4 separate regions of the Sus scrofa genome follow, and all the other regions are linked to region 1. Evidence: chromatin contacts called from public Hi-C and promoter capture Hi-C data. All regions are on one chromosome and are shown on one strand. Each heading gives the region's core, a stretch centred on a gene start, on an enhancer-like site or on the middle of the called end of the contact. The rest is flanking DNA. Distances are from core to core; before and after follow the strand shown. Region 1 holds the start of PISD (phosphatidylserine decarboxylase). Region 2 holds the start of SFI1 (protein SFI1 homolog). Region 3 holds the start of YWHAH (14-3-3 protein eta). Region 4 has its middle 19 kb from the start of YWHAH.

Evidence for each region. Promoter capture Hi-C pulls out the DNA fragments that hold promoters and counts their contacts. A called contact is a pair of places that touch in the nucleus more often than the background predicts.
Region 2: a contact with region 1 is called in a promoter capture Hi-C map of liver, with 3 times the contacts expected there. The contact joins the promoter of SFI1 here to the promoter of PISD in region 1. A contact is called at or near these places in 1 of 5 promoter capture datasets (liver) and 1 of 2 datasets of contacts at active chromatin or transcription factors (alveolar macrophages).
Region 3: a Hi-C map of embryonic fibroblasts shows a contact between it and region 1, with 1.9 times the contacts expected there. The contact joins the promoter of YWHAH here to the promoter of PISD in region 1. A contact is called at or near these places in 2 of 47 Hi-C or Micro-C datasets (embryonic fibroblasts and fibroblasts) and 2 of 2 datasets of contacts at active chromatin or transcription factors (alveolar macrophages and skeletal muscle).
Region 4: a contact with region 1 is called in a Hi-C map of liver, with 3 times the contacts expected there. The contact joins the enhancer-like site here to the promoter of PISD in region 1. A contact is called at or near these places in 2 of 5 promoter capture datasets (fetal liver and liver), 3 of 47 Hi-C or Micro-C datasets (fibroblasts, liver and subcutaneous adipose tissue) and 2 of 2 datasets of contacts at active chromatin or transcription factors (alveolar macrophages and skeletal muscle).

The regions. Positions count from the first base shown.
Region 1 is chr14:48,340,179-48,343,871 of Sscrofa11.1, reverse strand. PISD (phosphatidylserine decarboxylase) reads left to right here and starts at 2,088. Exons shown (of 8, transcript NM_001185130.1): 1 at 2,088-2,152. The coding sequence starts at 2,088.
Region 2 is chr14:48,208,651-48,212,082 of Sscrofa11.1, reverse strand. It overlaps SFI1 (protein SFI1 homolog), which reads right to left and starts at 1,544. Exons shown (of 33, transcript XM_005670867.3): 1 at 1,298-1,544.
Region 3 is chr14:48,542,648-48,545,936 of Sscrofa11.1, reverse strand. It overlaps YWHAH (14-3-3 protein eta), which reads right to left and starts at 1,906. Exons shown (of 2, transcript XM_001928076.4): 1 at 1,498-1,906. The coding sequence starts at 1,584.
Region 4 is chr14:48,561,073-48,564,275 of Sscrofa11.1, reverse strand. No RefSeq gene overlaps it. Among named protein-coding and RNA genes, the nearest start is that of YWHAH, 19 kb to the right of the region's middle. Within about 2 kb of position 1,950, at least 12 of the 83 cell types and tissues checked have an H3K27ac peak or open chromatin away from gene starts, as enhancers often do. A contact at or near this core is called in liver, where this site is marked.

The DNA of each region.
Region 1 (3,693 bases), core at 839-3,338:
ATGTAAAGTTTCATTTCTTTTTTTGCATGTGAATATTGTTTTCCCAAGGGCACTTTTTTTTTTTTTTTTTTTGGTCTTTTCAGGGCCACACCCGCAGCACATGGAAATTCCCAGGCTAGGGGTCTAATCGGAGCTACAGCTTCCAGCCTACACCGGAGCCACAGCAACGCCAGATCTGAGCCACATCTGCAAACTACACTACAGCTCACGGCAACACCGGATCGTTAACCCACTGAGCGAGGCCAGGGATCGAACCTGCAACCTCATGGTTCCTAGTTGGATTCATTTCCACTGCATCACGACAGTAACTTCTTTTTTTTTTTTTTTTTTTTGTCTTTTTGTTGTTGTTGTTGTTGCTATTTCTTGGGGCCGCTCCCGCGGCATATGGAGGTTCCCAGGCTAGGGGTCCAATCGGAGCTGTAGCCGCTGGCCTACGCCAGAGCCACAGCAACGCGGGATCCGAGCCGCGTCTGCAACCTACACCACAGCTCACGGCAATGCCAGATCGTTAACCCACTGAGCAAGGGCAGGGACCGAACCCTCAACCTCATGGTTCCTAGTTGGATTCGTTAACCACTGCACCACGACGGGAACTCCACGACAGTAACTTCTAACTTTTGAAAACCATAGATGGAAGTGTCTCCTCTCCAGTGGGAAACCTGATGTCTCTGTTAGGCTTCCTGTAGGGCTGGTTATGCCCCAGTTAAGCTTAAATAACCTCACAGAAAAAACTGCAGACACTAGGCAACATAGCCCTTCTCCCATGTCAAATGTCTGGTGAAAACAAGTGTTATTAGTAGCTCAGGGGAGGGGAAAATGGAGCTATGATTCCTTAAGTTTGGGGACTCATGTTCAGCCAGATTCCAGGCAAAGGGCTTGAAAGAAAAATGGGAGTTCCCGTCGTGGCGCAGTGGTTAACGAATCCGACTAGGAACCATGAGGTTGAGGGTTCGGTCCCTGCCCTTGCTCAGTGGGTTAACGATCCGGTGTTGCCGTGAGCTGTGGTGTAGGTTGCAGACTCGTCTCTGATTCTGCGATGCTGTGGCTCTGGCGTAGGCTGGCAGCTACAGCTCCAATTCGACCCCTAGCCTGGGAACCTCCACATGCCGCAGGAGCGGCCCAAGAAATGGCAAAAAGACAAAATAAATAAAAGGAAAAATGTTTAGATCATGGGTTTTGGAGATGTATGCTCGGGAGTTCCCTGGTGGCTCAGCAGGTTAAGGACCTGGAGTTTTCACTGCTGTGGCACGGGTTTAATCCCTAGATTGGGAGCTTCTGCCTGCTGAAAGATGCAGCCATAAAGAGAAAAATGTGTTCAAATTTTAGCTTTTTTCCTTTATAGCTGTGTGCCCTTCAGCATTCTAATGATTAGCTTTCCTGAGCTCCAATTTCTCTGTCTTTAAAATAGGAAAAAATTCTCAGGGCTAGCTCCTGGTCTCTAGTCTCTGCCTATCAAAAAAAAAAAAAAAAAAAAAAAAAAAAGATGCTGCTGAAAACTATTCTCCCTTAAGCCTGAAGATCAGGAATCTTTGCTGGAGCTTGCGGCATCACACCAAACACCTTGTTTGACAACTAATTGCATTTCCAGGTGATGCAAGACCTCTGGTCTCTGGTCTGACTGATAGCACAGCTATGGGAGTTCAGAATGAGACACCATGCACGCAAAGTGATCAGCACAGTGCCTTGGCACTTAGGAAGCGCTCAGTCAATGGCAGCTGAGTTGTGCATGCTCTCAGTTTCTCCATCTGTAAAATGAGCGAATTAGCTCAACTGATCCATTCTCCGGCCTTGGGTGAGTCAGATTTTCCGGGCACATGCGGAAACGCACGTCAGAGGGATGGAGGAGGACTGACAACGCTTCGCCCAGATTCAGGTTTAGCACCATAGGAACAGAAACCGGCCCCACCAGTCCAATCCCCTCGGCAGGTGCCGGAAGCACCAGGCTGATTTACCAGGAGCAGCCGGGGGAGGGGCTTAACCCGCAACACCCGCGTTCTTCACTGGCCTGGTGAGTTTGAGGCTTTTGACGTCACACGCGTGCGCCTCGTGTGTAAAGGGGGGGCGTGTCCCTCAAAGAAGGAGACAAGATGGCGGCGTCCGTGAGGCTGGGTGCTTTGAGGTTGCTGCACGGTGTCACGCCTTGGCGGAGCAGGTACAGGTGCTTGGGGAAACTGCCTTAGGGCTCGGGGTGGCCCAGGCCGAACTGGGGTCTCTATCGCGGGCTCGCCCTGAGGATAGTTCGATTGGAGAGAGAGCCACTCACCTTCACCTCGAGCTCGGGAGCAGGTGCGACTGCCGCCGCCGCTTAGGGCGGACCAAGTTTAGAGGGTGGCCTAAGTGTTTTCTCTTTGCTCTTTCACAAGGGAAAAAAACAAAAATATAAACAAAAAGCTCCTCCCAAACAGGATGAAATGGGCTGTGTGCCTGCCACTAGAACCGAGGTAAGTCTGGACGCCTCTTAGGGATTCCTGTTGCTGGGAGCGAAGGCCTGATTTGGTAATAGCCCTGGACTGGGCGTCGGGCGGCTTTCATTCGGATTCTTCGTCTCTGAAGCGAAGGGGTTGGATTTGGTAACCTCAGAATAGTTCGTGAGGGAATTGGGGCCTTAGTTGCTCTGGTGACTTCCGACTCTTAGGTTTTTAGAGGGGTCATCTAAATCCAGTTCTTAATTTTTGGAGTTGGCGAAATCGAGGCACTGAGAGAGGGAGTTGCTCAGTTTCACCCAGCTAGTTAGTCAGGAGCTGAGCCGGGACCCCTGCACGGGTACCTCTCTTCCAACGCAAAGACCTTTCCCTCAGGCTGCCCCCTGTGAGCTCTTTAATTACTCGAAATAACTTGGGAACATTTAGACTTTCGGAAAATGAAAGCTATGGTAGCTATGATTCAGAGCTTGCTGCTTGATGTCATTTCAAAGAGCTAAGATACTTTTGTGTTTCAGGCAGGCTTCATTTTGTCAGCTTTGACCAAAGTTTGTGCTCTAATTTTGCGAAGTAAGGACACTGGATTTGGACTGAGAGGGAACAGAAACTGCCATTGCCCTAGCTATGAAACCTTCACTTCTCATTATTAACTATTCAGAAATGGTGTAGCTCTCTTGCGGGGGCACTCTGCACTGTGATGGTAATGGTAACTGTTTAGGATGTGGACTGGAGGGTCTCAAGTTTCAATGTTAGTACCAGGTGTGGTGTTTATGAGTCAGCCATGAAATCATCTGAACTGTGTCATAAGTTGGAAAGACTAAATAATGACACTATTGGGAGTTTTCATGGTGGCGCAGCAGAAGTGAATCTGACTAGTATGGTTCAATCTCTGGCCTTGCTCTGTGGGTTAAGGATCCATGGTTGTCGTGAGCTGTGGTGTAGGTACTTGGCTTGGATCCCGAGTTGCTGTGGCTTAGGCCAGCAGCTGTAGCTCCAATTTGACCCCTGGCCTGGTAAGCCTGGGAACTTCCATATGCCTCGGGTGCAGCCCTTAAAAAAAAAAAAAAAGACTCCCCTAAAAAATACATATGTTTAATGATGGTGAGGAGGATGTACTTCACTCACTGTCACTAAAAAAGGCAAGGAAAAAAAGTCATACTTTAGTACCAGTGTAGGTAGTTAAGACTGGATTTAGCTGCAGTGGGTGGAAGAGTTAAGGATTTGGTACAATTACAACTCTTAATTTTCAAAGGAATTATTTATCAAGATGTTA
Region 2 (3,432 bases), core at 295-2,794, 130 kb after region 1:
CTGTAGCCACCGGCCTACACCAGAGGCACAGCAACGCGGGATCCGAGCCGTGTCTGCAACCTACACCACAGCTCACGGCAACGCCGGATCGTTAACCCACTGAGCAAGGGCAGGGACCGAATCCGCAACCTCATGGTTCCTAGTCGGATTCGTTAACCACTGCGCCACGACGGGAAATCCTAATATAATTCTTAAATACATATGCTAACTTGAAAATCATAAATGTAAAAGTATTTTAAGTTCCTACAATATTCTTCAGCTTCTATCAATGAGAAATGAATAATCTTACTAAAGAAAAGCATGGAAATACCTAAATCTATATTCTATGTCCCAGAATAAATTTCAACTACTTCCCTCAGGAAGTCTTCCATGACACCTCCAAGCCTGATACCTCCATGGCCCTTAGGTGGATACCACAGCACCTAGAATGTACAGACTAGATTTAGAATAGCGTTCATGGGAGTTCCCGCCCTGGCCAGGGGAAACAAATCGGACGAAGAACCATGAGGTTGTGAGTTCCATTCCTGGCCTCAGTGGGTTAAGGACCCCGCGTTGCAGTGAGCTGTGGTGTAGGTCACAGACAGGCCAGTAGCTATAGCTCCGATTACACCCCTAGCCTGGGAACCTCCATATGCCAGAGGTTCAGCACTAAAAAAAAGACCAAAAAAAAAAAAAAAAAAAAAAGCATTCATGGAGTGGGTACTCTGTGCCAGGCAGAGTACTAACCACTTTTCATTTTACCTGCTTCAATACAACCACCCTACTTTTCATTCTATAATCATCTTCATTTTATAAACGAGGTGCCCAAAGTCATCAGCTAAGTGGTACAGCTGGGACTGGTACTCACTCCCTAACAGCATTCACTCAACAAAATTTACCATAACCCAGAGGTTTACAAAAAACCTGAATGGCCTCTCATCAAACAAACAAACAAACAAACAAAACCGAGCACTAATCTCCCACTGAATGTTTTTGCCCAATTGGCCCTCGAAGCTCAGGTATGGCCCCTGAGGTCTACATACCCTTGCCCCTCACTTGGTCACGCAGCAGAGATCAAGAAACCCTCAATTCGTATCCGCTCACGCAAATGAGCCTTGCACGGATGCGGCACGGGCTCCCAGCTCGTCGCGCACGAGCCCCGCGGAAGAACGCCACGCCCCGCGAGAAGCGAGGGCTCCTGGCGCCGCCCGGTGCTCTCTTTCCACCTCTTTTCCATCCCCAGACCTCAGCCCCGTGGGCTGGAAGCATCACCTGCACTTCTACAGGAGGAGGAAGCGGAGGCTCCCACAGGACTCACCTGGCCGGACTCGGAAGATCGCGCGCTCGCCGCTGGGCTCCGGCTGGAGGGTCCAAGCCACTGAGAGGCTGGGGACTATCGAACCCGGCCTCGCGCCTGGGGAAGCCTAGCCTCCCGCCTCGCGCCCCGAAGTTTTGGTAAACACGAAGCGGACCCGGCCCGCTGGCGCAGCCCAAACCAGCCTCTGAGGTTCCCGCGCCTCTGCACGCAGGTCCGCGCCGGCCCCGCCCCCGTCTCCACGGCGACGCGGCGTGCGTAAGGGACGCCCGGCCGGGTCCCGGGGAGTTCACGCAGCGTCAGTGCGGCAGGGTCACGCCCCCCTCTGGCAGCGAGGGAGAGTCCGCACTGTGAATTTCCCTTGAGGTGGGCCGACCGACGCTTTGTCTGGCTCGCCCCACGGAGGGCGCTCTACCTCCGAGGCCCACTCGCTTCACACAGAGCTCAGCCTCCTACTGCTACTCTCAGACGCCAGGAGTGGGAGCTGTTTCGAAGCCGATCCCCTAGTTAAGCTTCGTGAGGCAAGCACTAGGAACGAGGCTCCGGGCTGAAGTCCTCCAGCCCGCACCTCTAGGCTCCTGCCTATCTGGCTTTTGGTTCTCCATGGTTCCCAGGCAGCACGAGCCGGTCCCCGAGGCATAGGTTGCGCGCCTGCGTGGGCCACGAATGTTGTCAATCTGGACTAAGTGGGTGCGGGCGCGAGGTTTCGCAGTCCCTGAATTAAATTATCCCAGGCTGCTATCTTAACCTTCCTTTTAAAATGTAATTAACGAGCATTAATTGTTAGTAATAGTTATTTTTTTATAATTGGGCCCACTCTGATGTTTTAAAAATAGGGGTGGGAAACGGTAGGTAAGATAGTTTTATATCCTTTTTCTCCTGCGCTTTGGAAAGCACTTGAGATTTCTGGTGGAGAACGCAAAGGCTGGCATTATGTTTTTTTGCTTATTTGTCTTTTTGCCTTTTCTAGGGCCGCTACTGCGGCATATGGAGGTGCCCAGGCTAGGGGTCTAATCGGAGCTGTAGCCGCCAGCCTACTCCAGAGCCACAGCAACGCCAGATCCGAGCCGCGTCTGCAACCTACACCACAGCTCACGGCAACGCTGGATCCTTAACCCACTGAGCGCAGCCAGGAATTGAAGCCGCAACCTCATCTTTCCTGGTCAGATTCGTTAACCACTGAGCCACGATGGGAACTCCTGGCATTATGTGTTTAAATGCTTGAAAATTTTTACGTTATAAACGGGAGGAAAGGAGTTCCCTGGTGGTCTAGTGCTTGGGATTTGGCATGTGACTTGGTTTCCATCCCTGCCCCAGGAACTTCCGTGGGCCGCGGGTGCAGCCAGAAAGACCCCAAACCAAACCAAAACAAAACAGGAGGAAAAATAACCATTGTTGGGTTTCTCGGGACTGAAATTACAGGTAGTTTGCATTTTTGCTCTATTTTCTACCTATGGTAAATTTTGTAAAAACGTGTTTAATATAAGTTCCACTTAAGCAGGACACGGGAGCCAATCTTTTAGGCAGGACTATTTGCTGAAGTTATGTGACCAACTATTTTTAAAGTAATTTAGTGGTTTTCAAAGTCTTAATTAACACTGTAGGAGTTCCCGTCGTGGCACAGTGGTTAACGAATCCGACTAGGAACCATGAGGTTGCGGGTTCGGTCCCTGCCCTTGCTCAGTGGGTTAACGATCCGGCATTGCCGTGAGCTGTGGTGTAGGTTGCAGACGCGGCTCGGATCCTGCGTTGCTGTGGCTCTGGTGTTGGCCGGTGGCTACAGCTCCGATTCAACCCCTAGCCTGGGAACCTCCATATGCCGCGGGAGCGGCCCAAGAAATAGCAACAACAACAACAACAAAAGACAGAAAGACAAAAAAAGAAAAAAAAAAAAAAAAAAAACACTGTAGCTAATACTCACTTACTGTAAAATTAGTCTTTATTGTAAGAGCTTTATATAAATTATATGTGTATATAAATTTATGACAAACCTAGGATGATAGATCGTGTTTTCTAGATGATTTGCTGATCCTTTCTGTCATTTGCATTTATCATCTCAGTTTTGACTAAAATAGGAAAGCAAGGTGTTTCCATTTGAGTTATAATGAAAATAATTAGTCCTATTAGGAAAAATTAGA
Region 3 (3,289 bases), core at 657-3,156, 200 kb before region 1:
AGACCCCCAGAATTACATAGACATCAGGTCCTAAACCTAAATCATCCCTGTTCTGGATGAAAAGCTCCCACCTAGCCCATGACACCAAGCAAGGGCTCAAACTGGGATCACCAATGAATCAACAAATGCGAGGTGGCGGCAGCAGTGGTGGTTTCCAAACATCTGGTTCAATGTGTGACAAGGACAACATGGAAGAGATAACTCTTCAAGTACACTTCTTACCTGGATAAGCCCAAATATTGACCTCAACAACATACTTCACATATTACTATTGAAAGCTTTAAAAGGAGCTTTTTATATGACTCTGACATTTTAGGAAGCCTCTGTATTTGTGGGTTTTTTCCTCTAAGAAATCCCCTCCCAAGGCTCGAAAAAGGGCAAATGAGCTGTAGAATCCAGGGCAGTCTAAAAAAAAAAAAAAAAAAAAAGAATCCAGGGCAGTAATTGCTGAACTTAAACCTACTAACACTTGCCACTTGAGGGCTGGTTCAAGTGCAGCTGAGCTCCACCCCCAGGGTTTCTGAGTCTTTAGGTCTAGGGTGGGGCCCCAGGAGATCCTTTCAGGTCTCAGGAGGTGGAACACTGGGTGAACATGGCAGGTTGGTGGCCGCAGCTGTGGCTATACCCGTGTGACCTTGACGCAGAGGGAAGTAATGTTCATTTGGAGAAAACGTGAAATAATGCGCGGAGACGAGGTTAGCGAGGAGTTCGCCACAACCCTAAGTCTCAGGCACGCAGGTGGTATCTAATCCAGGGCATTTGCCAGGGTGTGGTCGGCAAAGGCTCCTTCCCCGGAAATCGAGCTGCAGACAGGTCTCTGAGGGTCTCGGCAAGGCAAAGGTACACGGGCTCGGCCCGCCCAGGAGTCACGACCCGTTTTAGTCTCCAAGCAGATGGGTGCCGCATCCAACCTGGAAGGAGCCACACGCCCGCCACCCTCCCGCCGGCTTGCGGGGGGGAGGGGGGGGGTCTCCGCACACAATGCGGACCCCGGGCGTGGGAGGATGGAACCAGAACGATTCCAGCGAGCGGAGCAAAAACGGATCGGAATTACACCGACTGCAGGTAGTGGCAGCGGAAACCATGAGAGACAGGGCGCCACTCACTAGGTGATTCTTTATTACAAGTTGGGGTGTGGAGAAAAGAGGGGGTGCCCCAGCCCGACAGAAATATCCAGAAGGAGAAATGTGACTCCCTCACCTTCCCACGGGCACCCTCCCTCACCTGTGGTCCGAGCTGGGATATGGCGACCCCCGACCACCAGATGGCCCGCCCGCGGGGTCACCGCCGCACCCCCTCCCTAGAAACCCCACCAGGGCCCGGCCGCAGGAAATGGCGGGGCGCGCGGCGGGCGCGGGAAGCGCGGTGTGCGGGCGGGTGGCCGCGCCCAGCGGGGCGGCGGGGTCGCCCCAGGCCTGGAGGGAGCAGCCGCCTGGTTGCCCACCCTTCCCCTGCGTCGGGCCCCCGGCCGGCCGCCCGGGCGTCCGGCGCGCTCACCGCCTTCATGGCGGAGGCCATGTCGTCGTAGCGCTCCGCCTGCTCGGCCAGCCGCGCCCGCTGCAGCAGCTGTTCGCGGTCCCCCATGTCGCTATGGCTCGGCCTCGCCTCGCGCCCAGCTCCACTCGCTTGCTAGCCCGCGCGTCCGCTCCCGGTCGCCGCGGAGGCCGCCGCCGCGCACGCGCACTGGCTCGCCGGCCCGCCTAGGCTACAAGCAGCAGGCAGCACCGATCGACCTCTCGCTGGCTCGCCTCGCGCGCTGTGGCTCGCACCGCGGACGCCGCCGAGAGAGGACAGGCGGTCACGCGGGGGGATGGGCGGATGGGAGGACGCCTGCGCAGTGGGAGGGGCAGGGCCGGGCGGCGCGGAGCGGCGCAAGTGGGAGGGGGGAAGGGCGGGCCGGCCCTAACGGTCTATTTCAAGGTGACGTCAGCTACTATAAATAGCTGCGACCACCGCCCCGCCCCAAAGCCGCGCAGGCGCCGTGCGAGTGCTGCATTTTACCACCGCAGAGGTGGAGGTGAAGAGGGGACCGCTGGGGTGGGGACTGCAGAGATCGGGGAAGGGGCCGGGAGATGGCTGCTCCGCTGGCAGCGCACTGTCACGGCCCCACCCGGAAAGGTGCTTCTGAACCCATGTTAGAGCACTAGATTGAGAAGGGACTCCAAAGCAAATAAAACTAGCGCTTGGGGAAGCCAGGAGGCCGCATGCCCGACGGGCGGTCTGGACCCGCCCCCGCCCAGTCTAACCGTTCGGCTTCGCAGGGCCACACCCAGCACTTGGGTCTGCGCTGGCAGATTAGAGTCGGTCCCGCCTAACGTCCCCCCCACCCCCACCCCACAACACATTCATTCACTGCGCCTCCACCCTAGGGAGTGGCCTTGTGCAGACTGTGCCTTTACGCGGGAGGAGGGACTGACCGGCCCGGCTGAGGCGGATAACCTTCGTGACACACCTGCTAGGAGCTGGCCCAGTGCTAGGCCTTTCCAGGCACGATCGTATCTGATGCTCACAACTCAGGCCAGTGGGTACAGCTGGCCTCTTTTTTCAAAGCCAGACCAGTGTGAGTTGCTCAAGGTTACTGTTGGCCTGTAAAGTGGCAAAGAGGAGAGTGGACCCGCTGGTCACTGAGCCAGTCCTGGCGTTCCACGCTGAGGAACCCTGGTGCCAGGCCCAGGGCTGGGCCTCGGACAAGAGAGGAAAATCCCAATAACTAAAGCATGACCAGACCTAGTATACCATGCGAAGGGCAGTGCAGGAGAAGGGGCCTGAGGTTCTCTGAGAATTTTATTGAGCACCTACTGCATGCTCAACACTGGGGGAAAGAGTAGGTGCAGAATGAGTAGGACACTCAGTTCTCTCTGTGGCTCAATGAGGTCATCTTGGGAGGGCTGGAATGCAGGTTTAATCCCCAGCCTGGTACAGTGGCTTAAGGATCTAGCACTGGATCCCTGGCCCAGGAATTCCGTATGCCCAGGGGAGGACAAAAAAGAAAAAAAAGAAAAAAAAAAAAAAGAGTTAAGACGCAGCCCCTGTCTCGGAGAAGCAGATGTCTGAATACCCCAAAGGAGGTAAGCTGGTCCAGATAATGTCAGGGAAAAGGTGGGAGAGAGTGGGGTCTGCAAAGACAAAGCCTTGGCAGTGAAGATAAAAACAAAATGGTGAGAAAGGTCGGGCAGTGGGACATGAGGTGAGGTAAAAAACAAGACTGTGGAGTGTTTTCAATGCCAGGCTGAAGATCTGAAGCATCCCTAGGTAGTTGGGAACCACCAGAGGCATGGAAGCCACATTT
Region 4 (3,203 bases), core at 701-3,200, 220 kb before region 1:
GGGATGCTGAGGCACAGAGCTTCTTCTTCCTGGGAAGAACAGCCCCAGGTGGGACCCACAAGTTCATCTGAGAACACGTGTGGTGAAAAGAACGGGGCCTCAATGGTGAGACACTGTGGAGCCGAGGGATCTCATTCCTTCACAGACCCTCTGTTCTCGCTTCAGCACAGGTAGCAGTGGTGAAGATGAAGGGTGTGGCCAGCCTGAAGGCACTTTACTTCATTTCCTTCCCTCCTTCTTCCACCAGGAAACTGGAGAGGCTGTGGAACATGGTCTGGGGGGAAGGGGATGGGCTCAAGTCAGCCCGCCTGAGTCTGAGGCCTTGTGTAGCCACTTGTGACAGTGAGGCCTTCAGCAAGTTCTGGAACCTATCGGAGCCTCAGTTTCCCCATCTGTGAGATGGGCCAGTGAGGAACTCCCACACAGGGCCCTGTGGGGACAGTGAAGCAGCGCTGGCATAGGCCTCAGGCCTGCAGCCTGTTCTCCCCACTTTGGTTACATGGTTGGTGAAAGTGAAGGCCCATGTCATAGACAGAGATGGTCATTTACTGCTCAGCAGACATGGCCTCCCACCCCCTAAAACCAAACCATACTGAAGCCTGCTTCTCCCAGGACGCAGCATAAAGGAGCCGCTCATTTTAAAGGCTGCCCCGGCCCCTGCCTGGGCACCTCCTGAATTGTCCCACCCTGGGCTCTTCTCTGGCTTACCTTAATCCCAGCCCTGCAGAGACATCACTCCCCATCCCAAGGCCCCCAAGCCATCCCAGGTGTCACCCTTCCTGACCTTCACCCCGTGTCTAGTCCTCCAGCAAATCCTGCCAGCTCTGCCTCCCAAATATATGCACATATATGGACTCATCATCCATCTCACAGTCACAACCCAAACCCAGCTCCCTGCCCCAAATATCCCTCCTGGGCAGACTGCTCTCCACTCTGCCCCACATAGCAGCCTGAAGGGGTGGTTAAGATGCAAACAGGATCATGTCTCCCATTGCTATAAACACTTCCATGGGGCTGCCCAGTGCTCTGGCCTCTGAGGCCAGGGGAGGCCTGGTCCCCACCACCTCTCCATGCTCATTTCCCACAGTCTCCCTCCTGCTCTGCAACTGGCCACCAGCCTCCCTTCAGTTCCTGGTTTCCCGGTGTTCTGCATACTCCCTTTGCAGATGCTATTCCCTCTGCCAACCAGACTTCTCCCCACACTACACCACCACCCCCTACTAACACCCTCCTGCCCAGGCTGCTTCGGGTACTTTGGTTAAACACACCCCTGGCTCTCTGTGCCTTCCCTTCTGAACCCTGCACTCGGACTGCACCACAGCAGTCATCAGATGATTGAGGGATTACCTCAATCCCACCACAAGCACACACACACGTACACATTTGACTGTGAGCTCCATTAGGCCAGGACCTGAGCTAGTTCTGTCACTGTGGCATCTCTGGTGCCTGCACATGGAAGAGCAGAGTCCATGCTTATGGGATGAGCCACAGGAGAAGGAGTGAGGTTCAGCACCTGCCTGGCTGTGGGTGGGGACCGCATGCCCTGGTTTGCTTAGGGAGGCCCAGTTTTCACTTGTCATCTGGAATAGTAATAGGGATGCCTTCATTCACTCTCAAGTGTCCCAATTTGGTGACATATTAAATGGTCAGCCTAGTTATCGGAAAGAAGGGGTTCACCCCAGAACATCTGTTCATTACTGCTCCAAGTTGGTTTCCCACTTTTCCCTTACAAGCCCAAAGCTTTTTCCTCTTGTTCTTGAGACCTTTTTCTAATATTCTCCCTATACTGCCCTCAAGGCCCCAGAAATACCTAAGAATTCTATTTGCCCATTTTACTGCAGAACTGTCCTCCTGGAGCATTGCCATGGTGATCAAATGATGTCACTGCCCTAGAAACAGTTGCCTAGGAGATGAGTGATGTCACTTCCAGGAGATGATTACCATGGAAACCCTCTTGCTGGAACTAGGGGGTGGTCAGGAAAGTGAAGGGGGTGGAGGGCGGATGCAGAAGGGACAAATGTGAAGGGCGGAAGGAAAAGGGAGGGGGGAGAGCAGGAAGAAGGCCAGGAAGAGGATGGGAGCCATCCCAGAGCAGTCGAAAATAACACAGAACCACAGAATCTCTGAAATGGAAAGTCCCCCAGAGATAACCCCAAGCATCTGCCTTGTTTTTAGAGGCTGCTGAGAGGTCAGGACATGCTCAAAGTCACACTGCCAGTTTACGGGTGATGTTAAAACCAACCCCAAGGCCTCATGACCATGATTTCTTCTGTGGCTCATTCGTGGGTTTGGATGTGGAAATGAAGGATTCCTTTCGGTCATTTCTTTTTTCAAAATTCTGGCCTGAGAGCAGTCATTTATTCATGAATTCAGTAAATTCTTATTGTGGGCTGGGCCCTGAGAAGAACCTGAATAACATTTTCAAAGTTACTGTATTGTTCTGTATTTTTATTGTATCCCCCATTGGTGTTAGCCCCCCCAGACAGGTAACTCACCAAGGTGTCCACTCCCAGCACCCTGCACAGAGCATGCCACACAGTAGGAGCTCAACTTGTTTGTTGACTGAAGATGGGAGATAAATGTCATCATGTGGTTTAGACCAACAGTACAGGAGCCCAGAGAGGGGCTCACAGCAGCTGGCAGGAAGGTAGGGTTTCCTAGATAGAACTTGAATAGGCCCAGAGCAGAAAACCATTCCAGAAGAAAGAGTAATGACCTGAGCCAAAGTGAGAGAGAGGCTGAATGAGTTGGGTCCAGCTGGGGAGTGCCGGGGCCAGCTCAGCAGGATGGGGCTGAAGAACGGGTGCTGTGGAACTTAGGGAAAAATAGTTAACATAAAACAAGACACAGAGACATTTATCTTAAGTAAAGGTGGGAGCCAGGGACTCAAGGTCTCAGGGACCAAGAGCGCGGGACTCAAGGTCTCAGGGACCAAGAGCGCCGGGAACTCCAGATCTCAGGGACCAAGAGCCCTGCCTCAAGAAACCACACTGCTTTTATTGTGAGATCAAGTGAGGAGTGGCTATGGGTGGATCATACAGGGTTTACTATTATATAAGTTCTTTTACTATTTAAAAAGCCACTTAGGTGGTAAAGGGTTAAGCTCTTACTCTGACCTCTAGGCACATAACAGTTCTTAAGCTTAAGTCACTTATGCCTTTAGGTCTTTGCTCTTAAGCTTAAGTCATTTACCAGCACTGTGA